Regions from separate parts of the Sus scrofa genome. Here regions 1, 2, 3 and 5 are each linked to region 4. Evidence: chromatin contacts called from public Hi-C, HiChIP or PLAC-seq and promoter capture Hi-C data. All regions are on one chromosome and are shown on one strand. Each heading gives the region's core, a stretch centred on a gene start, on an enhancer-like site or on the middle of the called end of the contact. The rest is flanking DNA. Distances are from core to core; before and after follow the strand shown. Region 1 holds the start of SMC3 (structural maintenance of chromosomes protein 3). Region 2 holds the start of DUSP5 (dual specificity protein phosphatase 5). Region 3 has its middle 24 kb from the start of SMC3. Region 4 holds the start of SMNDC1 (survival motor neuron domain containing 1). Region 5 has its middle 54 kb from the start of MXI1.

Evidence for each region. Promoter capture Hi-C pulls out the DNA fragments that hold promoters and counts their contacts. Hi-C and Micro-C count contacts between places; a contact is called where the count stands out from the background. HiChIP or PLAC-seq counts read pairs in DNA pulled down with a chosen protein or histone mark.
Region 1: a contact with region 4 is called in an H3K27ac HiChIP or PLAC-seq map of alveolar macrophages. The contact joins the promoter of SMC3 here to the promoter of SMNDC1 in region 4. A contact is called at or near these places in 4 of 5 promoter capture datasets (fetal liver, fetal skeletal muscle and liver), 28 of 47 Hi-C or Micro-C datasets (adipocytes, adipose tissue, alveolar macrophages and 15 more) and 2 of 2 datasets of contacts at active chromatin or transcription factors (alveolar macrophages and skeletal muscle).
Region 2: a Hi-C map of skeletal muscle shows a contact between it and region 4, with 1.9 times the contacts expected there. The contact joins the promoter of DUSP5 here to the promoter of SMNDC1 in region 4. A contact is called at or near these places in 2 of 5 promoter capture datasets (fetal liver and liver), 7 of 47 Hi-C or Micro-C datasets (alveolar macrophages, fetal heart ventricle, heart right ventricle and 3 more) and 2 of 2 datasets of contacts at active chromatin or transcription factors (alveolar macrophages and skeletal muscle).
Region 3: a contact with region 4 is called in a Hi-C map of retroperitoneal adipose tissue, with 2.6 times the contacts expected there. The contact joins the enhancer-like site here to the promoter of SMNDC1 in region 4. A contact is called at or near these places in 3 of 5 promoter capture datasets (fetal liver, fetal skeletal muscle and liver), 31 of 47 Hi-C or Micro-C datasets (adipose tissue, alveolar macrophages, blood and 18 more) and 2 of 2 datasets of contacts at active chromatin or transcription factors (alveolar macrophages and skeletal muscle).
Region 5: a contact with region 4 is called in a promoter capture Hi-C map of fetal liver, with 6 times the contacts expected there. The contact joins the enhancer-like site here to the promoter of SMNDC1 in region 4. A contact is called at or near these places in 2 of 5 promoter capture datasets (fetal liver and liver), 5 of 47 Hi-C or Micro-C datasets (adipocytes, embryonic fibroblasts, heart right ventricle and 2 more) and 1 of 2 datasets of contacts at active chromatin or transcription factors (alveolar macrophages).

The regions. Positions count from the first base shown.
Region 1 is chr14:120,968,223-120,972,027 of Sscrofa11.1, reverse strand. It overlaps SMC3 (structural maintenance of chromosomes protein 3), which reads right to left and starts at 2,399. Exons shown (of 29, transcript XM_005671452.3): 1 at 2,238-2,399; 2 at 857-932. The coding sequence starts at 2,252.
Region 2 is chr14:120,903,892-120,907,699 of Sscrofa11.1, reverse strand. It overlaps DUSP5 (dual specificity protein phosphatase 5), which reads right to left and starts at 1,360. Exons shown (of 4, transcript XM_003359366.4): 1 at 786-1,360. The coding sequence starts at 1,164. LOC110256730 (a long non-coding RNA gene) reads left to right here and starts at 1,434. Exons shown (of 4, transcript XR_002338641.1): 1 at 1,434-3,296.
Region 3 is chr14:120,943,680-120,947,804 of Sscrofa11.1, reverse strand. No RefSeq gene overlaps it. Among named protein-coding and RNA genes, the nearest start is that of SMC3, 24 kb to the left of the region's middle. Within about 2 kb of position 1,389, at least 11 of the 83 cell types and tissues checked have an H3K27ac peak or open chromatin away from gene starts, as enhancers often do. A contact at or near this core is called in alveolar macrophages and retroperitoneal adipose tissue, where this site is marked.
Region 4 is chr14:120,737,527-120,741,239 of Sscrofa11.1, reverse strand. SMNDC1 (survival motor neuron domain containing 1) reads left to right here and starts at 1,567. Exons shown (of 6, transcript NM_001166309.1): 1 at 1,567-1,764; 2 at 2,961-3,080. The coding sequence starts at 2,961. It overlaps LOC102164743 (a long non-coding RNA gene), which reads right to left and starts at 1,478. Exons shown (of 4, transcript XR_002338635.1): 1 at 1,398-1,478; 2 at 1,053-1,151.
Region 5 is chr14:120,587,497-120,591,256 of Sscrofa11.1, reverse strand. No RefSeq gene overlaps it. Among named protein-coding and RNA genes, the nearest start is that of MXI1, 54 kb to the left of the region's middle. Within about 2 kb of position 2,131, at least 9 of the 83 cell types and tissues checked have an H3K27ac peak or open chromatin away from gene starts, as enhancers often do. A contact at or near this core is called in alveolar macrophages and fetal liver, where this site is marked.

The sequences.
Region 1 (3,805 bases), core at 1,150-3,649, 230 kb before region 4:
CCCCTCAAATTCATATGTTGCATCCCTAACTCCCTATGTGAAGCTTTTTGGAGATGGGGGCCTTTGGGAGGTAAATGTGAGGTTAAGAGGATGGGGCCTTTTTGGGGGGATGAGAGGGAGAGGCTCAAAGAAGGTCCTATTAGCGTGAGGGGTAGGGCCTCCAGAAAAGTAAAAAAATTAATCCCTGTGGTTTAAGCCACCTAGTCTCTGATATTTTGTTATGGTAAACTAAGCAGACAAATATACCAACATACTCTTTAAGGAGGACACTGCATAGCATAAGTCTTTGTCAACAGCACATTCTATGCTTTTCTGGGGCCTACAAGCACTCATTTCAAAACATTTTTGCTGTCTGTATCAGCCAAATGGAACATTATCATCCAAAGAATTTATGGATTAGATATTACGTTGCAAGGCAATCATGATTAACTTATCCTCACACAACTGCTTTCTCATTTAATTTTCCCAACAGCCCTACAAAATGTGTATCATTATCTCCACTGTACAAATGAGAAAACTGAAGCACCTCAGGGAGTGAAGTTTGAGGAATACATGGCAGCATTGGGATTTGAATCCCATTCTGTTATGATCCAAAGTTTATGATCTTCCCACACAAATACACAACATGACTACCGAATAAAAATGAGCAATTTATGATTGCCTTATCCAATATTTTAAATGTATAAAGAAAGCAACTTCATCAGTGCAAATCAAAGACAGAAAAGTAATTTCACAGAGAAAAAATACATATAAGTGTACATAATATTCAAAGACAGGTCGTCTGTAGCCTAATAGAGACAGAATTTAAATGTCTGTATAGATTGAAATCTGATCGAGTAAAACCATGAACACTTACCAATAACATTATGTTTTGAACTGAAGGGGTCTACAATTGTTTGATCTCTGTAACTTCGAAATCCCTGGATAATAACCTGATAAATAAAAAAGGGATTTATCAAAACACACCCCAAAAGGAATAACTTCTATTTATTTATTTATTTATTTATTGTCTTTTTGCCATTCCTAGGGCTGCTCCCGTGGCATATGGAGGTTCCCAGGCTAGGTAGGGGTTGAATCGGAGCTGTAGCTGCCGGCCCAAGCCAGAGCCACAGCAACGCAGGATCCGTGCCGCGTCTGCAACCTACACCACAGCTCACAGCTCACGGCGACGCCAGATTCTTAAGCCACTAAGCAAGGCCAGGGATCGAACCGCAACCTCATGGTTCCTAGTCGGATTAGTTAACCACTGAGTCACCACGGGAACTCCAGGAATAATCTCTAAACTAACACCTTTTTGCACACCTTTCCGTCCTGGTTTCTCATTTAATGCAAGATAATAAAGTTTCCATTTCAGAGAAGAAAAACTCATTTTGGAAAAACGGTGATTTAAAAAAAAAATCAGTAACCACTGCCAATGTTGCTTTTTTAGGAGCGATAATTAATAACCTGTTAGGAAATTCTCAAAATCAAGCCCAAGGTCCGTAGGAACACTAAGCATTACAAGGCTGTAGTAAAAGCACATCAAACTTGCAGACCGGCCCCAGCTTTTCTGGGCGTCCCTGCCAGCCACACTCCGGCCCAGCCAGAATGAGCATCCCTTTCGTGGAACCGCTGCTCTGAGGCCAACACATCCGACAAGAGAAACTTCTCGCAGAGCGTGAATGGGTCCATCTTTGCGGTGGACTCCAGCGCGGGAAGACCATTTTGACAGAAGTAAACAACGGAATGAGGAGGCACTACGCACCGTGCAGGAAGGAGGAGCCTTCTCACTCCTTGGCTAAGTCGGGGAGGAGCAAACCCCCAGTTAGGCTGACACCCCCAGAGGCGCCCCCGGACTGGGGAGACCCCACCACCACCACCACCACCACACACTAAACGCCCTCGCGGAGCTGCCCAGGGCAGCAGGACGAAGCCTCTTCCCGTCCCGGGCCTCTCCCGCCCCGGCCCACCCGGGAAGACCTAGTGCCTCCAACAAGACAGCCCCGCCAGCCCCTCCACCCCTCTCCCCGAGCCCGCCCCCCTCAGGCGAGCGCCCTGCAGGGCCGCCGGGGCTGCAGGGAGGAGCCCCACTTCTCCGCGGCCCTGCGCTAGTGGGTCGGCCCTCTCCCCTCCCCCACACTCCCTGTCCAGCCCCGCGTCCACCCTGCGGGGAGATGTGAAAGGCCGCGACATCCTCGCCTCAAAGAGCGGTCCTCACGAGCCCGTGGCAGGGGAAAGGAGGGACACATAGACCTCACCTGCTTTATGTACATGGTTCCGGGCGCTCCTAGCCGGGGAGACGGCCTCCGCCGCAAAAAGCAACAGCGAGGGCGCGGGGTCTGGTGAGGAGCCTAGGAGACCCCTCCCCCCAGAGCGCCGCTCGCTCCCCTCCAGCCAAACAAAATGGCGGCGCCCGCGGAGGCGGAGTCCGCGCCTCGGACGGAACCACCCTCGCGACCCCCACGGAGCGTAGGGGGAATCAGGGTTAGGTCCGTTCTTTCTTTTTGGCAAAAGGAACCTTCTACGATGTCTTCAGGTGTATTTCACTTGATCCCTCAATTTTTAGCTGAACTTTTCTGGAGAAATTGTCGGAAGTTTCATTCAGAAAAGCCTCGATCGTGTGGTTGGCCCGTATTTCCTCCGAGCTCAGAGATAATGGTTGCGGCCAGAAGGGGGGAAAGGTTCGGCGCCAAAGCCGAGAGCTAGAGGCGGAGGGCCAGTAGCGGTGCGGGGCGGAGGTCACGTGGTCTCCGACTGTATAAAAATGGGACGACACCACTCCCGTCCCCCCCCAACCAACGCCGCGCGCGGGTCGTGCCATTCCCCCAAACCTGCTGAATGCAGGATCGGGGGCGGGACGGTGTTCGGCGAGCTGAATTCCGGCTGTTCCATTATTCTCTCTTACTCGGGGACTTTTATAAATTTAGAACGGCTCTCAATGGCTCTAGACTGTCCACTCGCAGGACAGCCCCATGTAAACTTGGCGCTGGAAAATTAGTTGTAATAATGTCATGGTTAATACCTCCGGAGCTGTTACTGCTTTATTTGCTATAAATCTAGGCAGATTGGACAACTGCAGCAACAAGATTTAGATAAGATTAAAAGTTCCCCCCAACCCCGCTTTTTTTTTTTAACAGTCTGAAAGCTAAGAGGCGCCAGTGGCAACCGTTGGTGTAGCTGATGTATATCAATCCTAGGGAAAAAACCATTTGATTAGAAATTGGGCCACTGTGAAGTTACTTGCCAACCAAGTTGGTCCCTCCTCACCACCCCTCCCACTGCCCTTGGGCAGTTCCAGCCCTATTTACTGGATTAGCATCTCTATACTGTTGATTTCTAACTCTGGGATCATAGACACATTGATATTGAAGTTTTAAGTCTTCTTTACTAACCTATAAAATGAGGATAAAACCATTTTCATGTTTAGAATTGCAGAAACAATGCATAAGGCTATTCTATTTACCTAAATTATAGAGGTATATAGATGAAAGCATGGTGACCAAACATTTATGATGTTCTTTACAGTGATGAGAGTTTTACTTATTTAGACATACTAAATGAATCTTATCCAATTGGTTTATATAACTTATACAGGCAGAAAAAAATAAAGATTAGTGGAAAACTAATATATAAAAATAAAATATAAAAGGTGATTTGAGAATTAACATTCTTGTATTATTTATTCTGTCTCTACTACAATATAAATCCAAGAGAGAAAGGGTTTATCTCGTTTCTGCTGTTTCTTTAGTAACTCATTCCTAGAAAGTACTCAGTAATTATTTAATGAAAAGTTTCAGGAGTTCTCTTACAGCACAGCAGGTTAAGG
Region 2 (3,808 bases), core at 111-2,610, 170 kb before region 4:
GAGAGTTTCAAATAAAAGGCGACACAACCCCCTTCGCAACCACCCTGTGGCACCTCTCCTAGGTCCTGGCTCGCTGGGCCAGCCTCCCCCGCGCTGGCAGACAGCGTTAGGGTCGCTGGGTTGGGCCACGACCCGTCTAGGAAGGGGACGAGAAGGTGGAAGAGATGGGAAGGCTGTCAGCTCCAAACTGAGCTAGAGAAAAGCCTGGAGGCGAGAAGGGGAAGCTGAGGGACAATAAAAAGCAATAAAATGAAATGGAAAGGAAGGGGAGGGACTGCCAGGGTCAAAAGGCAAGAGGGTCGATGAAGACACAGCCTAACGTAGGTTAATTGTCCAGGAGGGAGGAAAGGGGACACCGCGGCGCCACGCTCCTGGGGGAGGGGGTGGTCCCGACCTGCGGATTCCGCCAGGTCCGTCCATTAGGACGGCTCCGGAGCATAGGCCCCAGCGAGAGCGGGTAAGCCCGCGCCAGGAAACGGGGCCACTGCCCAGCACAAGCCAGCGGGCCCCCAGCTGCGTAAGCGACCCCATCTTCCCCGGCGGGCAGACCGTCAGGCGCTTTCGAGGAACGCGGGTGGGGAGGGGAAAGCCGTGAGCGCTGACATTGGCGGTGCCCTCCCCGGAGCACGTCAAGCCCCAGGGTGCAGACTCCCGCCAGTGGAGAACTTCCCGGGTTCCAGGGTGGAGGAGGGCGGCCGGCGCCAGAAGGCGACTTCAGAGTCCGGGGCCGTCCCGGCGAGGAGTCAGGTAGAGTGACGGGGGATCCGCGGCCCTGGCTCACTCACCTTTGAGGAAGTAGACTCGCGGGCCGGCGGGGAGGCAGGCGAGCAGCGAGGTGAGCACGACGCGCGCGGCACTCTCTTCGCGCAGCTTCTGCCAGTGGCGGCTGCCCTGGTCCAGCACGACTACGGCCGCCACGCCGCCGCCACCCTCTTGCAGCAGCCGCGCGCGCGCCGCCTCGTCGGGCAATACGTAGCGCGCCGACACCGCACCGCCGCGGGCCCTCCGCAGCACCACCGAGTTGAGGTTGACGTTGAGCGAGCCGCGCACGCTGGAGGCGGCGAAGGCCAGGTAGGGCCGGCAGTCGAGCACCACACAGCGCGCCGCCGCCTCCTTGCGGAGCATCTTGCGCAGCTGGCGCCCGTCGAGCGACGTGACCTTCATGCCGCCGCCCAGCGGCCGCGCGCCGGGCACCCCGCAGGTGCCGACGGCCAGGATGCCGGCCAGCGAGGCCCGGGAGGGCAACCCGCGGGGCTGCGGCCGGCCGACCGAGCCCGGCGCCGGAGCGGCAGCTCAACTCTTCTTTCCCGCCCCCTACGCTCGGCGCCCGGCCCGGCCACTCGCCGCCCCAGAAGCCGGGGATTCCGCCGGCGGCGCTGGGTTTTAAGCGAATGGGTGTGTGGCCTATGACGTGGCTGCCCATATAAGGCCAAATATGGGTATTTCCCCGCCCCTTCGGGCTGTGGCCACGCCCCCAGGGAGCGGGACGCGCGGGGCGGTCGCCAAGCGTTAGTCAGCCGGAGAAAGAGGAAGTGGAAGGCGCCTCCTGTGCTCTCTGTGGCGTTGCGCGGAGACACTCACTCGCGCATCACCGGGGACTGACGGTGGGGTGTCAGGAACGCCACGAGGCCGAGGTGACCCACGCTGTGCGGGAAGAGGAGGAAGCGGAGGAGGCAGAGCCGGCGCCGCACCAGCGGGCTTTGAGTTTCATAGACGTAGGTTCAGAACCTGCTGGGGGCCATGCCAGGCACTGCTGTAGGGAGAGCAAGGGGAGCCCTCGGCTAGTGCCCCCAGATGAGTCAGAAGTAGATTTCGATCCTTACGGGTCTTTACGCGGGAAATGAGATGATGGTGGAATTTGCTCCAAGGGCTGGGCTATTGATGACTGAAGATTGGGCTTGTTTTGGTAATCATTGAAGCTTGGTGATGGGTACCTGGGGATTCATTATATTGTTTACTCTACTTTCCTTTATATTTTGAAATTTCCCATAAGAAAAGTACCTAGAAGTAAAAATGGAGAGAGAAGAGCCAAAAATTAATCTCCCCAAATGGATTCTGCCCTCAAAGGATTGATGGTCCTTTGTCACACTCCCAATAATAATTAGAATAATTGTTTTTGAGAAACTCTTCTCTGCCTCCCAGAAAATCCGTCCTGAGTTCAGCTGCAGCATCAACATGCGCTGTTGATGGAGCTCAGCACAGCCAACTGTCCAGGTGGCTTCTGGATTTGAGGGATTATCTGTGGATCAAGTATAATCTCAGGCTGTCTGACCCCACCAGTCCCCAGCAGTTCAGGCTTCCCATCCCCAATCTTGGGGAACTGGACGTGATTCACCCATTCAGCAAGTATTTAGTGAGGGTCAGCTTTGTGCCCTACCAGCTGCAGGGACATGCATGAGGGAAACAAGCTTCTATCCCAAAATCAGGACCAACCATTTTGTCGTGAGTGTGATGAGGAAGGAGGCTGCCTGATGGAAACACCAGGAGGGGCTTGTTTACTACCAACAGAGGGAATGAGGTTTTTAGGAGGAAGCAGAAATCAAATTCTGAAATCAAATGCAATCAAACCAGGCACAGATAGCCAGCTATTGCCTCTGGGTCTCAGCTGCCCTCTGTTAAGAGGTGCTGTCCTTGCTCTGTCAGTGGCATCTTAATTAATATGTGTTGTAGGCAGAGCAAGGGTTTTCTTTCTTTTGGGGATTATCCGTGCCAGCCTTCCCTGCATTCTGCTCCTCCTCCAGTGTCACCAGAACCATCCACCCCCTGACATTTCAACCTAAGACCAACCTCCACACACATGGAGCACCCACATGGCCAGGCTCTGTATTGGTTGCTAGAAACTAAAGTAAGCAGGCTCACTCTCTCCAGCTGCCCCCTGCTCAGAGAGGAGGCTTAGACTAGTCACAGGCCACTTTAAGATCCTGTGGTCAGTGCAGAAGAACATCCACGGTCTGCAAGGTGGGGCTGGAATGGCGCCCTGGAGAAGACCTCCCAGAGCAGAGGAAGCTGAGGTGAACTTAAAAGAATGAATTGAGGTGAGCCAAGCCATGGAGGGGGAGGGTGGAGGGCATTCCAGGCAGAGAAAACTGCTGGAGGTAAATGAGAAAAAAAAAAAAAGAGAGCTGAGCATGGTATGTGCTGGAGGTACGTGGGAGACTAAGGCATTTCTGGCATTTATTAGAAAATTAGGCAGGGTCAGGTGACAGAGGGACTTGGGTGCCATTTAAGGCATTTGGATTCTTATCCTTTGGCTGGGGCAGCCCTGGATGAAGGGTGTTACTCGGTGACCTGGTCAGGTGAGCATTTGGGGACCTCACTGAGGTGGCACTGTGGAGGAGGGATGTTTTATGTGAGTGGGGGTGGGGTCCAGACCGGAGTCGGGAGACAGATAGGAGGCTTTTGTGGGTAATCCAGGCCTGAGCTGATAAGGGCCTGCCGGAACTTGGCAGTGATAGCAGCAATTGAAGAGGCCACACAGATGGGAGAGACATTTAGGAAGTAAATTGCCGGAAGGGATGGGATGGGGAGAGAGGAGTGGACGGTGGCTGAGTGAATGGTGACACCTTTAGATAGGGACCCTACAGGAACAGATCTGGGTGGGTAGTGGGGGTGGGGTGGTAGTGGTGAGGTTTAGACATATTAATAAAGGAGAGTTGATCATGGGCCACCCACTGGGTAGTGGTGGGGTGGCCTGGCAAGCAGTATAGGAAGGTCAACCTTCAGCTGACTGCTCTGTCACTTCCCATGCCCAACAGATCACCAACTCCCAGGACTCTGCTCTCCAGATCTCTTTCTTAATCTACACTTT
Region 3 (4,125 bases), core at 140-2,639, 210 kb before region 4:
TTCTCATTTCTCCTAACACTATTCATTCACTTAATTTAACTGGGGACCAGTACCAGGCATACAAGGACCATAAGGCAGTTGTGACCTTCAGGGAGCTCTTATAAAGCAGAGGCTACTTGGATTGGTGGCCCAGACACCCCTTAGTCCCACCTGGTCACCACTGGCGCCATCTTGTGGCAGTGGCTGGTTGTCGCAAAGCCTCCAGCCAAGGCCTTCCCTGTGCAAAGGGAAATTCTTCTCCTCAAAGTTCCCATCAGGACCCAAGAGGCTCTAGTGCGGAACAGGCCTCATGAACATTTTCCTTTCGAAGTGCTGAGAATTCCCAGCCTAGCATCCCTGAACCGGAAGGGACTTTAGAAGGTGACTCTCAGACTCCCCCTCCCACACATCCCATCCTCATCATGGAAACTTCTGACCTCGGTAGGGTTGGGAACACACCAAGGACCAGGCACTTCTTCCCGGGGCAGCCCACTCAGTGGTCACATAACACAATGGCTAGAAATATCTCCCCATATTAGACAAGACATGTGACTCAGGGACACCCATCCTCTGTTCCCAGTGCAAGATCGTCCAACAGGCCAACCAAACAAGGCTGATGAGATCAGCAAAGTGGAGGCATCTGAAGCCATAAAAAAAAAAAATTCAAAGGATATTGATATTTGATACTATTAAAAAAGACAAGGAAAGAAAGCATCAAAGTGTGGTCATATCATAAGAAAAATCAGACTTGATTGGACTTCCTTACCTTTGTTTTTAGAAATTAGAGTGTTTTATGTTGGGTTACCCATTGGGGGAGGGTGGGCAAGAAATAGCATCTCTAGAGGTTTAAGATTCTACAGGTGGTAAACAATGTTTCTAGATTCTGCTCTTTGCGTTTACCCAGAGGAAGCGTCCCCCTCCAGACAGCCCTGCAAGTAGCTGATGACTCCTGCTCTCACATTCAACGTTCGCTGAAGTTTGTCAACCTCCAGGAAGCCCTTTCTGAGCAACTGGGAGAGAGCTGGGGTTTCCCCCAAGTCACACAACCCCATCTGTGTTTGTCTTTCCACTCAGAGCCCTGACTCCTATGTTTGGAGATGGCAGTCTCTTCTGAGTGGGTGCCCGCGAGGCGCCCACAAGGTCAGTGACTACTCCTTACTTCACGGCTGAGGCTTGAACATCCGCCTACCTGTCCCCATCAGCCTTACATCACCAGTCTAGGGGGGTTGGGATCGTCATCCTTTTGTCTCCTTACCCAGTCCCAGGACAACCAGGGTCTCCCACCAGGCTCTCCTTAGCAGGGTTGTTGGACGGGGCTGAGGTTGAAAGCTGGTGCCTCTTAGCCTGGTAGGATGAGGGCAAAGGAAGGGGTGACTAAGCCTCCCTGGCAGCCCAGGGGTCATACATATCATGGCTCATTACTAAACAGGGCATGGCAGAGTGAGGGCTCTGGAGCACAGGGGACCCTGAATGATACAGGAAGTGGTCACTGTGATTCAACCACAGAACTTTTTTCCTGAGTGTCATCTGTTGAGAGTGACACAGCTTTGGGGGAAAGTCACTGTACTGAGGTGGGGGCCTGGGTGGGCGGGGGGAATGTTTAAGTTATGGGCTGGTGGTGCCACAGAAACTGGGCAGTGAAACCAGGAAGGAGAGCAGGCTCCTGAAGCACTGGTGTCTCCATGGAGCCATGGCCAACACGGATCCCAGCCATATGGGAAGATGCTTCTCTGTAGAGGGGGCAGCTCCGAGGAGGCAGCATCTCTCTGCCTTCCTGGAGCTGGAGATTCTATTTACTAGGGCTACCACTTGGATAGTTATTTTACTTTTCCATGCCTTGATTTCCTTACTATGATGGGAATGATAGTGGAATCCACTAACAGCTTTGTTGTGAAAATAAATGAGATGTTATGTTTACCACTTAGAAAAGAGATTGGTATAAGGTAGGTTTGTAATAAGAGCTGTTATTATTTTGTATTCGCTATAACCAGAGACTCTCAGAGGTGGAAATCTTAGTCTGAAAATCCGTTTTATTTTTATTTTATTTTTGTCTTTTTAGGGCCACACTCATGGCATATGGAGGTTCCCAGGTTATGGGTCTAATTGGAGCTGTGCTGCTGGCATACGCCACAGCCTCAGCAATGCCAGATCTGAGCCGTGTCTGCAACCTACACCATAGCTCACGGCAAGGCCAAGGATCCTTAACTCACTGAGCAAGGTCAAGGTTGAACCCACCTCATGGTTTCTAATCAGATTCGTTTCCGCTGTGCCACAAGGGGAACTCCTTCCTCAATTTTAAAATGGTTAAAAAAAGAAAAAAAAAGAAAAAAGATATTAGGTTAAAATTAAGGAAATCTGAATAAAGCATAAACTTTAGTTAAAAAATAAATAAAAACATAAATGTTGGAGAGGGAGTGGAGAAAAGGGAATAGTGCCATTTGCAGCAACGTGAATGGAAATATATACACATAACATATATACATAAAACTGAATCAGTTTGTTGTACATCAGAACTAACACAACATTGTAAATCAACTACACTTCAACAAAACCAAAAACAAAGTATTTTTTTGGTTTAAAAAATGTATTGGCTAGGAGTTCCCATTATGGTTCAGGTAGTGAACCCGACTGGGATCCATGAGAATTTGGGTTCTATCCCTGGCCTTGCTCAGTGGGTTAAGGATCTGGCATTGCCGTGAGCTGTGGTGTAGGTTGCAGATGTGACCTGGATCCGTGTTGCTGTGATTTTGGCTCTGAATGGACCCCTAGCCTGGGAACTTCCATATGCTGAAAGTGTGGCCCTTAAAAAAGCAAAAAATAAAACAATGTATTAAAAAATGTATTGGCTAGAAGTAGGACTAAAACTATCTTGTTCATTATTTTATTTCAGTGCTTAAACTTGCACCTAGCACTCAGTAGGTGCTCTGTATTTTTCAGATCTTTTGCTCTTAGCAGTTTGAATATGATGTGTATAGGTTTGCTTTATTCGTTTGTGTGTTTGTTTTTAGGGCTGCATTTGCAGTAGGCTAGGGGTTGAATCAGAGCTGTAGCTCCCAGCCTATACCACAGCCATAGCAACACCAGATCTGAAACCAAGCCTGTGACCTACACCACAGCTCACGCAATGCCAGATCCTTAACCCACTGAGTGAGGACAGGGATTGAATAGTGTCCTCATGGATGCTAGTCAGATTCGTTTCTGCTGAACCACAGTGGGAATGCCTGAAAATGCATTTTATTTTATTTTATTTTGTCTTTCTATCTTTTCTAGGGCCACACCCATGGCATGTGGAGGTTCCCAGGCTAGGGGTCCAATAGGAGCTATAGCCACCAGCCTACACCAGAGCCACAGCAACACCAAAGCCACAGCAATGTCAGATCTGAGCTGCATCTGCATCTACACCACAGCTCATGGCCACGCCGGATCCTTAAGCCATTGAGCAAGGCCAGGGACCGAACCTGCAACTTCATGGTTCCTAGTCAGGTTCATTAACCACTGAGCCATGACGGAACTCCTGAAAATCCATTTTAAAGAAAAGAAATCTGAGGTGTCAAGAGGGGCAATGATGTACCCAAAGTATCACATTACTAACCAGAGGCACAGCTGTGCCTAGAACTCAGGTCTCCTGCTTCACAGCCCTTTTTGCTCTTTCTCTCCCCTCCCTGCCTCCTTCTCTATCATCCACAGCTCACTGGGTCCTTGCTATTGCCAACCATTTTTCGTATGTGATATCAGTTAATTCTCCAAGAAGGTAGACAAAATTGTTCCATCTTTCAGATGCCATGTCATTCAGCATAATTCCATCCCATCTTCTCATCAATTCCTTTAAAAGTCTCCCCTCCAGGAAGTCCTCTTGGATTAACCTTCCCCTCCCCCAGGATTCTAGTCCCTCCCAACACCCTGCCCTCAGCTATTAGCTGACAGCCTGATTTAGCAGGTACATCCTGCAACCACCAACAATCAACGTAAACATATGAGGAAGGATAAACATATGAAAGACAATGTCCTTCAAACAGGGGTCTTTCAAATAATAACTTTTTTTGGCCATGCCCACGCATACAAAAGTTCCCAGGCCAGGGATGGAACCTGTGCCACAGCAGTGACTGCCATACCCTTAGCCTGTTGAGCTACTAGGGAACTCCTCAA
Region 4 (3,713 bases), core at 318-2,817:
CTTAAAGTTCTAGCAAGACCCCAATCCTCCAGGGAAGATTCTCTCCTGGCATTCATATAGCCTCTGTGTCTCAGGCCTTTACCCTTTTTTAAACTATATATATTTTTTAATTTGGAAAAAACTTTTATGCTATGAAAAAAGAGGATTAAAAAGTAAAAAGCATAATCAGTGAAAACATTTTGCTTTCATTCCAAATCTCCAGGTTTGTTTATCAGTCCATAAACAGCACATAAGATTACACACTTGATGCACATTTCTTTTTAAACATAAATGGAAGTATTCACACCACTCTGCTTATCACCCAAGATTATAACTTGTTCCCCTTCAGGCGATATTAACCTACATAACGTAATGAAAACCAGGTAAGGGCTAACAAAAGAGGTTTGGGTTTTTTCCTGCCACACCCTTGGAATATGGAATATACCTGGGCCAGGGATCAAATCTGAGCTGCAGCTGCAGCAACCTGTCACAGCACTGTGGCAATGCTGGATGCTTAACCCAGGGCGCCACAGTGGAATTCCCCAAATGGGTTTTAATTAATTAATTAATTTATTGTCTTTTTGCCTTTTCTAGGGCCGCTTCCCGCGGCATATGGAGGTTCCCAGGCTAGGGGTCGAATGGGAGCTGTAGTCTCCAGCCTACACCAGAGCCACAGCAACGCGGGATCCGAGCAGACCTACACCACAGCTCACGGCAACCCAGATCCTGAGCAAGGCCAGGGATCGAACCCGCAACCTCATGGTTCTCATGGTTCCTAGTCGGATTTGTTAACCACTGCGCCACGACGGGAACTCCCCAAATGGGTTTTAAATAAACCATTCTCCTGTCCAATGGGTTCTGCCATAACCTAATCAGCGCTTTTGTAGCCACAAAGACCTTTTATGTTTGTTTTTTTTTTTTGCCAGAGCCATGTGGAAGTTGCTGAGTCAGGGATCAAACCCGAGCCACGGTAATGAAAGCCGCTGCACTGACAACGCGGAAACCTTGGGATCCTTAACCCGCTGCCGCCACAAGAGAACTCCAAGACTTTTATTATTATATACAGCTCAAACCTGCCCGGACTTTGGTATTACTTGGAGGGCTCCATGAAACAGGTTGCTGAGCCTATCCTCAGAGTTGAGTTTCTGATTCAGAGGCCTGAGGTTGAGAATCTGTAATAAATAATTTTTGCAATAAATTTTAAATTATTGTAAAAAAATAAAAACCAGGCGATGCTGATGCGGCTGGTACCCCGACTGCATGAGAACCAACCGCTAGTATGAATGCTACATTAAACCCCTTTCCTCCCACTACCCAGCACCCTGCGAACCTCTGGAAAAGCCGGACAGCACCCACCCCTAAATTAACAATCCAAAAGCTCCCCTCACTGAGCCAGAACTGAGACAAGACGAACGTACATCCGGTAACTTGTGCATCATAGTTACGCCATTTCCTTCCTTAGTAACCCCGCCCACTTCACGTCCCTAACCTGATTAAATGCAGGCAGTCTAGAGGGTACCAGGAATCACGTGATCGAGCGACGTCTCGCGAGGATTTTTAACTACTCGCGAGATTTCACCCGCCTCTGTCTTTTCCTCTTTCCAGTGCCCAGTTTTCGTCCACTCTTCTTCGCGGCCGGTAGATTTCTTCCCTCTTCAGACCGAGACAGCTTGTCGCTGCTGAGATTTTTCCTGCTGCTGTTGCTGCTGCCACTCTCGCCGCCACCGCCACTGGGCTCATTTGCCCCGACCCCTTCCCACTGCCCCGACCCCAACCCCACACAAGGTAACAAACCGACGAGGGAGCGAGTGAGGCCTCGTCGGGCCTCGGCCTCTCCCGAGTTGAAGCGGAGGCCTGAGGCCCAGCAGCCAGCCGCGCTGGAGGGCCCGGGTCCTAGCCAGAGTGTTAGGGGCGCGGTCTCTTCTCCCACCTAGAGTTGAGCCCGGAACGGCCTCGGACCGGGTTGGACTAATCCTGGGCACCCAATGGGTGGGGTAGGGGCGCGGGAGGCGTCTTAGAGACGCCCTGGCCCTTCGGTGCGGAGCGTGTTTGCGGGTGTGGGGCTCCGGCTCCGCTGGCCTCCGCTCCGTTCGTGTTTCGGTTTCCCTGGAAGCTGTTTGAATTTCGAGGTCTGAAATAATAGAGCAAGTTGTGGCGGGCTTTGAGGTACTGGTCACTGAGGGAGAACAGCCTGGCTCGCTCTAACCTCTTTGGAGCCCTTCCAGACTCTGGGCTGTAGTTGGACGAGAACTGTGAGACAGACGGGTCCTCGGAAACCCGTTGTGTTTGCTAAGAAAGCGGGAAAGAATTCTCTCCTATCTTATTTTCAGAAGAACGAGCGGGATTTGGTGAACGACACGTTTCTTTAGAATTCCTAAGGAAAATATCTGTGCTGTTTCTTTTACTGAAGAAAAACCATCAGCAATATTTAAGCGACTGGATGAAAGATTTTTGCTCTGGAGAAGAGTTTCTAAACACACTCGTATTAATTGGATAGCTCTTGTGGAGAGAATTAATTGCGTAGTTAATCTAAAAGCCATTTATATTTGGTTTGGGAAGTATTTTTTAGCGCTCAAAAAAATAAAGTCTCGCCTCTTTTAACAGTTTGGTACTTTTTCCCCCTTTTCTTTTGGTGACTATATAACAACCCTGTTAACTGAGCCTGTGTGTCTTCCCTGTTAACAAGAGTTTAAAGAAAATTAGAAAGTCTCCTTTTCCCTCTTACCTTTGTTTTCTGTTACTATATGGAGTTTTTCTGATATGTTTATAATCTTGAGCGTCTGTTGCCTTGGAGTTTGTGGTTTGGCTCACAACTTTTCTCTGAACTGAAAGTAAAGGTAACACAGATAAATTAAGCTACAATGAATTATAATGGGTTGGGAGCAAAATTGGTAAGGGTTAATTCAGACAGAGAAAAATTATTTTTTATGGTTTGTTTTTTGGTTTTGTTTTTATGGCCTTACTCTTTTCATTTTCCCCAGATGTCAGAGGATCTAGCAAAGCAGCTGGCAAGCTACAAAGCTCAACTCCAACAAGTTGAAGCTGCTCTCTCTGGAAATGGAGAAAATGAAGATTTGCTAAAATTAAAGAAAGATTTACAGGTAAGTAAGAGGGGACACTTATGGTTATGTTGCTTGAAAAGAATATTTCTGTGTTTTACAAATGATTTATTGCCTAGAATCTGTAGGTATCCAGAACACTCTTTGGAGGGAGTGTTTCTCTCCACATACACACTTCTTGTATGTACATGTGGGTATGCACATAGGCATACATGGCTTCCAGGAGTAGGATTGCTTCCTCAGTTTGTGTACATCAAAATGATTGAAACATTGTTTTTTGTTACGTCAATTTTGTACGCTCATAAAAAGTTTTAAAAGCGAGTTAGTTTTAGAAGTCAATCTCAAACTTTCTAGAGAAAGAGGTACATATAACTTTACAATGGCTAGCACTTCTATTTTTAAAGATCTGGAAAAGCAAATTTTGTCCAAAGGGTAACTAAATTTAAAGGGGAAAAATATAACCTAATTAAAATTCTTTTTAATGACACAAGATTCTTTGAAAATGAAATTGAGGGGTGAGAGAGAGAGTGTGCATGAGCAGGAGTGTGCAAAAGAGACTGTGTGTGCATGTATATAATAAAGCTAGCTCTAGTGCCTTGTATTGAAAACACATTATAAAAATACCTAAAGAGGTAACCTGTTTTCTGCGTAAACATTACGTAATGTTTGAACTTA
Region 5 (3,760 bases), core at 882-3,381, 150 kb after region 4:
TGGAATGTATCATGTGCCATAGCTAGAGTATTCTAGTGCCAAAGAGACTGAGAGGGAAAGATAACATGAACCTAGTACAATGTAATAGGTTATTTAATTGATGTCTGCTGTCCCCAGAGATCCATGTCAATGATGATGAATAAGATTAGCAATTATCCTTGGGACTCAAAGACAGAAGTATAAGTTCTCAGAGTTCCAATTGTGGCTCAGAAGAAATGAATCTGACTAGTATCCACGAGGACGCAGGTTTGATTCCTGTCCTTGCTCAGTGGGTTAAGGATCCAACATTGCCGAGAGCTGTGGTGTAGGTTGCAGATGCAGCTCGGGTCCTGATTGCGGTGGCTCTGGCGTAGGCCGGTAGCTGCAGCTCTGATTCGAGCTAGCCTGGGAATCTCCATGTGCCACATGCATGGCCTTAAAAAGATAAAAAAAAAAAAAAAAAAAAAAAAAAAAAAAAAAAAAAGGTATACTCTCTCAGGTTGGATTACCTAGGTTTCAACCCCAGCTTTTGTCACCTTGGGAAACTTCTCTAAAACTTTACCACTGGAGTTCAGCAAAGAAGGAAGTCATTTTGATGAGATTAACATCCTTCATCAGTGGGGCCAGATGGAGGATGCCTGGAGAGCTAGGAAGTCACCCGAGAGGGCGCAAGCCCTCTGCCGGGTATGCAAGTTGAGGGAGATGGGTGTAAAGGGGTTCTGTTTGCCAGGGAGTAGGAACTGGGTTCTACAGACAAGACTGGAGTAGAGGACAGAATCATCATCAAAGAGCTGATGATGACAGATCTGAGCTCTGACAGGTAAGGGCCTGAGGCTGGAGGAGTGGACAGAGAACTCATTCTGCCAGCAAGTGTCGAAAGATGAATGAGAGGTCTTCTGACTCACGGGCAAAAGGCCATTACCACAACCAGGTCTAGAGGAAGTACCATGTAGAATCAAAGCTGTTCTGCTAGTTTAAAATCATAGCCTTGGAGTTCCCGTGGTGGCTCTGCAGAGATGAATCTGACTAGTATCCATGAGAATGTGGGTTTGATTCCCTGTCCTTGCTCAGTGGGTTAAGGATTGGGCATTACTGTGAGCTGTGGTGTAGGTCGAAGACGTGGGTCGGATCTGGCGTTGCTGTGGCTGTGGCATAGGCTGGCAGCTGCAGCTCTAATGTGACCCCTCGCTTGGGAACTTCCACACGCTACAGGTGCGGCCCTAAAAAGAAAAAAAAAAAAATAAATAAATCATAGCCTCTTTTACTCTGGTAGGAAGAAGGGGGAACACAGGCCACTCTGTGATTCCCTTCTATCCAATTGGTACTCTTTTTTTTTTTTTAGGACTTGCGGCAGATGGAGGTTCCCAGGCTAGGGGTGTAATTGGAGCTGCAGCTGCCAGACTACACCACAGCCACAGCAATGCCAGGTCAGAGCCACGTCTGTGACCTATACCACAGCTCCCAGTAACACCAGATCCTTAACCCACTGAGGGAGACCAGGGATCTAACCCATGTCCTCATGGATGCTAGTTGGGTTCCTTAACCACTGAGCCATGAAGTGAACTCCCTCCAACTGGTACTCTTGAGGAGCTTCTTATAGTGACTCCTAGTAGGGGAGGCCAGACTTGTCACTATAGCTAATTTTTAAATGGGAAAACTGTACTTTCAGTTTGAGAAAATTAGTTCCCAAGGAACATATGGGCATTTTTGCAGCTAGTGCTTTGGTGGCTGTCCCTTGTCCTCCCAGGTAGGTTCTGGTGTGGAATTCTAATTACCCATTCTGGCTACCTTCTGAGTCTGTTGTCACATGGGGCTGCTTCCATTGTGAGAGTCAGGCCAGGCCCCTTCTCCATCAGCTGGGGGACTTGACCCCCTCACCTGGCTGTAGACTCTAGGACTAGTCCTGATGAGACAGGAGGACCTAAGGTGGCTTCAGTTCCAGGTTCTGAGACTCACTCAGCATCAAGCCATGCCTGTCTCTGGGCCAGTCGTGACCTTGTGTCTTGGCTCCATGCAGCGCTTTTGTTCCTGGGATCCTGAGCGGTCCTCTGACAACAGGATCCACGTGTCATTCTCCTGACGTCTGAGTTCCTGTGCTGAAGAACTAGACTCAGGCCCTGAAAGCCTGAGGCCCTGCCCTGATCTTGCCATTGCCCCACAGGAAGTGGAGGAAGCGCTGCTCTTGAAGCTTACCCTGGCGCTGGGGCTGGTCCATGTGCTACATACAAGACTCTTGCAGTCCTGCTATCCTGCCCCAGATTCCTGATGGGCACTTACACTTTCCCCGATGCAGATCACAGTACCACACTGTGCTTTGGGTCGATTGCCACATCCTCTATGCTTTACCTGGTGGGCTGGGCTGGGCTTCCTATGAGCTGCTTCAGCTCAAGCTATTGCCCCAATGCCTGACTTTGCTCAGTGAGTGAGTAGAATTCCAGAGCTTGCCCCACCCAGTCTGCCCTGTTCTTCTGCAGTTAATTGAGCCATGCTCAGCTTGACTTTAGCAAGTGTATGTTCATGTACTCTTGCTCAAGATTAACCTAAAGGTAAAATGGAGGTATAGACCATACATACCTATATAAGATCATTTCGCATATACGGTCCTAAAATAAAAATATTGCTTAAAAGATCTTTCTTTCTTTTTTCTTTGCTTTTTAGGGCCCCACCCGAGGCATATGGAAGTTCCCAGGCTAGGGGTCGAACTGGAGCTACAGCTGCTGGCTTATGTTATAGCCTTAGCAATGTGAGATCCAAGCCGCTCTATGGCCTACACCATAGCTCAGGGCAATGCCAGATCCCTGACCCACTGAGCAAGGCCAGGGATTGAACCTGAATCCTCACGGATGCTAGCTGGATTGTTTCCACTGCGCCACAATGGGAACTCCTGCTTAAAAGACATTTCTAAAAGGAAGCATCTCAATTGCCACACAACACGTTTTAAAGGGCTTAACACGCCCAAACACCCAGATGCAGTGGAAGCCTCACCCTCCCTCTCCCCCTCCCAGCACCGTGGCTGGGTAGATAATATTTGGAATATATTTTTGGTTGTCTTAATAGCCTCAAATGACCTTTACTTCAGTTGAAACAATTGAAGCCAATGTTTCTAAAATAGAAATCAGATAGGAAGTAATGTTTAACCTTAACTTGTTAGTCCAGTAAACACCTTTGGAAGAGAACGTCTATGCCTGCCAGCAAGTTGACTCTACCTACACTTTCTCTCGTAAAACCGAGGAGATCATCTACTCTGAAGTCAAAGTCTACCAAGCCAGTCACCACTGAAATCCAGCCTCTAGAGCATTACTCAACAGGAAAGAGGTGGGTTATAGAGTGCAGCAACGACTTCCTCCATAGCTCCTGCTCAATAAGAATCTGCAGAAGCTATTGTTTTTGGAAAAAACAATTAGTTTAGATCCCACTTAAGAAAGTGCCCTTACATTAAGTAAGAACATACGCTAGTCCAGCAAATCATTGAAAAGCATCTAGCAGCACTGCAGCTTCAGGTCCAGGCTGGGGCTGTCACTACCAGCTTCCCCCTCCCCCTGAAAATACCATTTAAGTCAAGAGGACCAGTGGGAAATCCACAGACCAGTCTACCTCTTAACTCCTGCAGTTTATCACCATACCACTTTCTCATTTCCACCCCCACCTGCTAGGATATTACTGCTTTGGGAAATCCAAGTTTTCCTTGAAAAATCTCAAGTCTAAATATCACCCTGATAGGACATTCTTTGGCCTAAAAAGGCCAATAATTAACACTCCAAATTGGGTCTTTCCCAAGGGT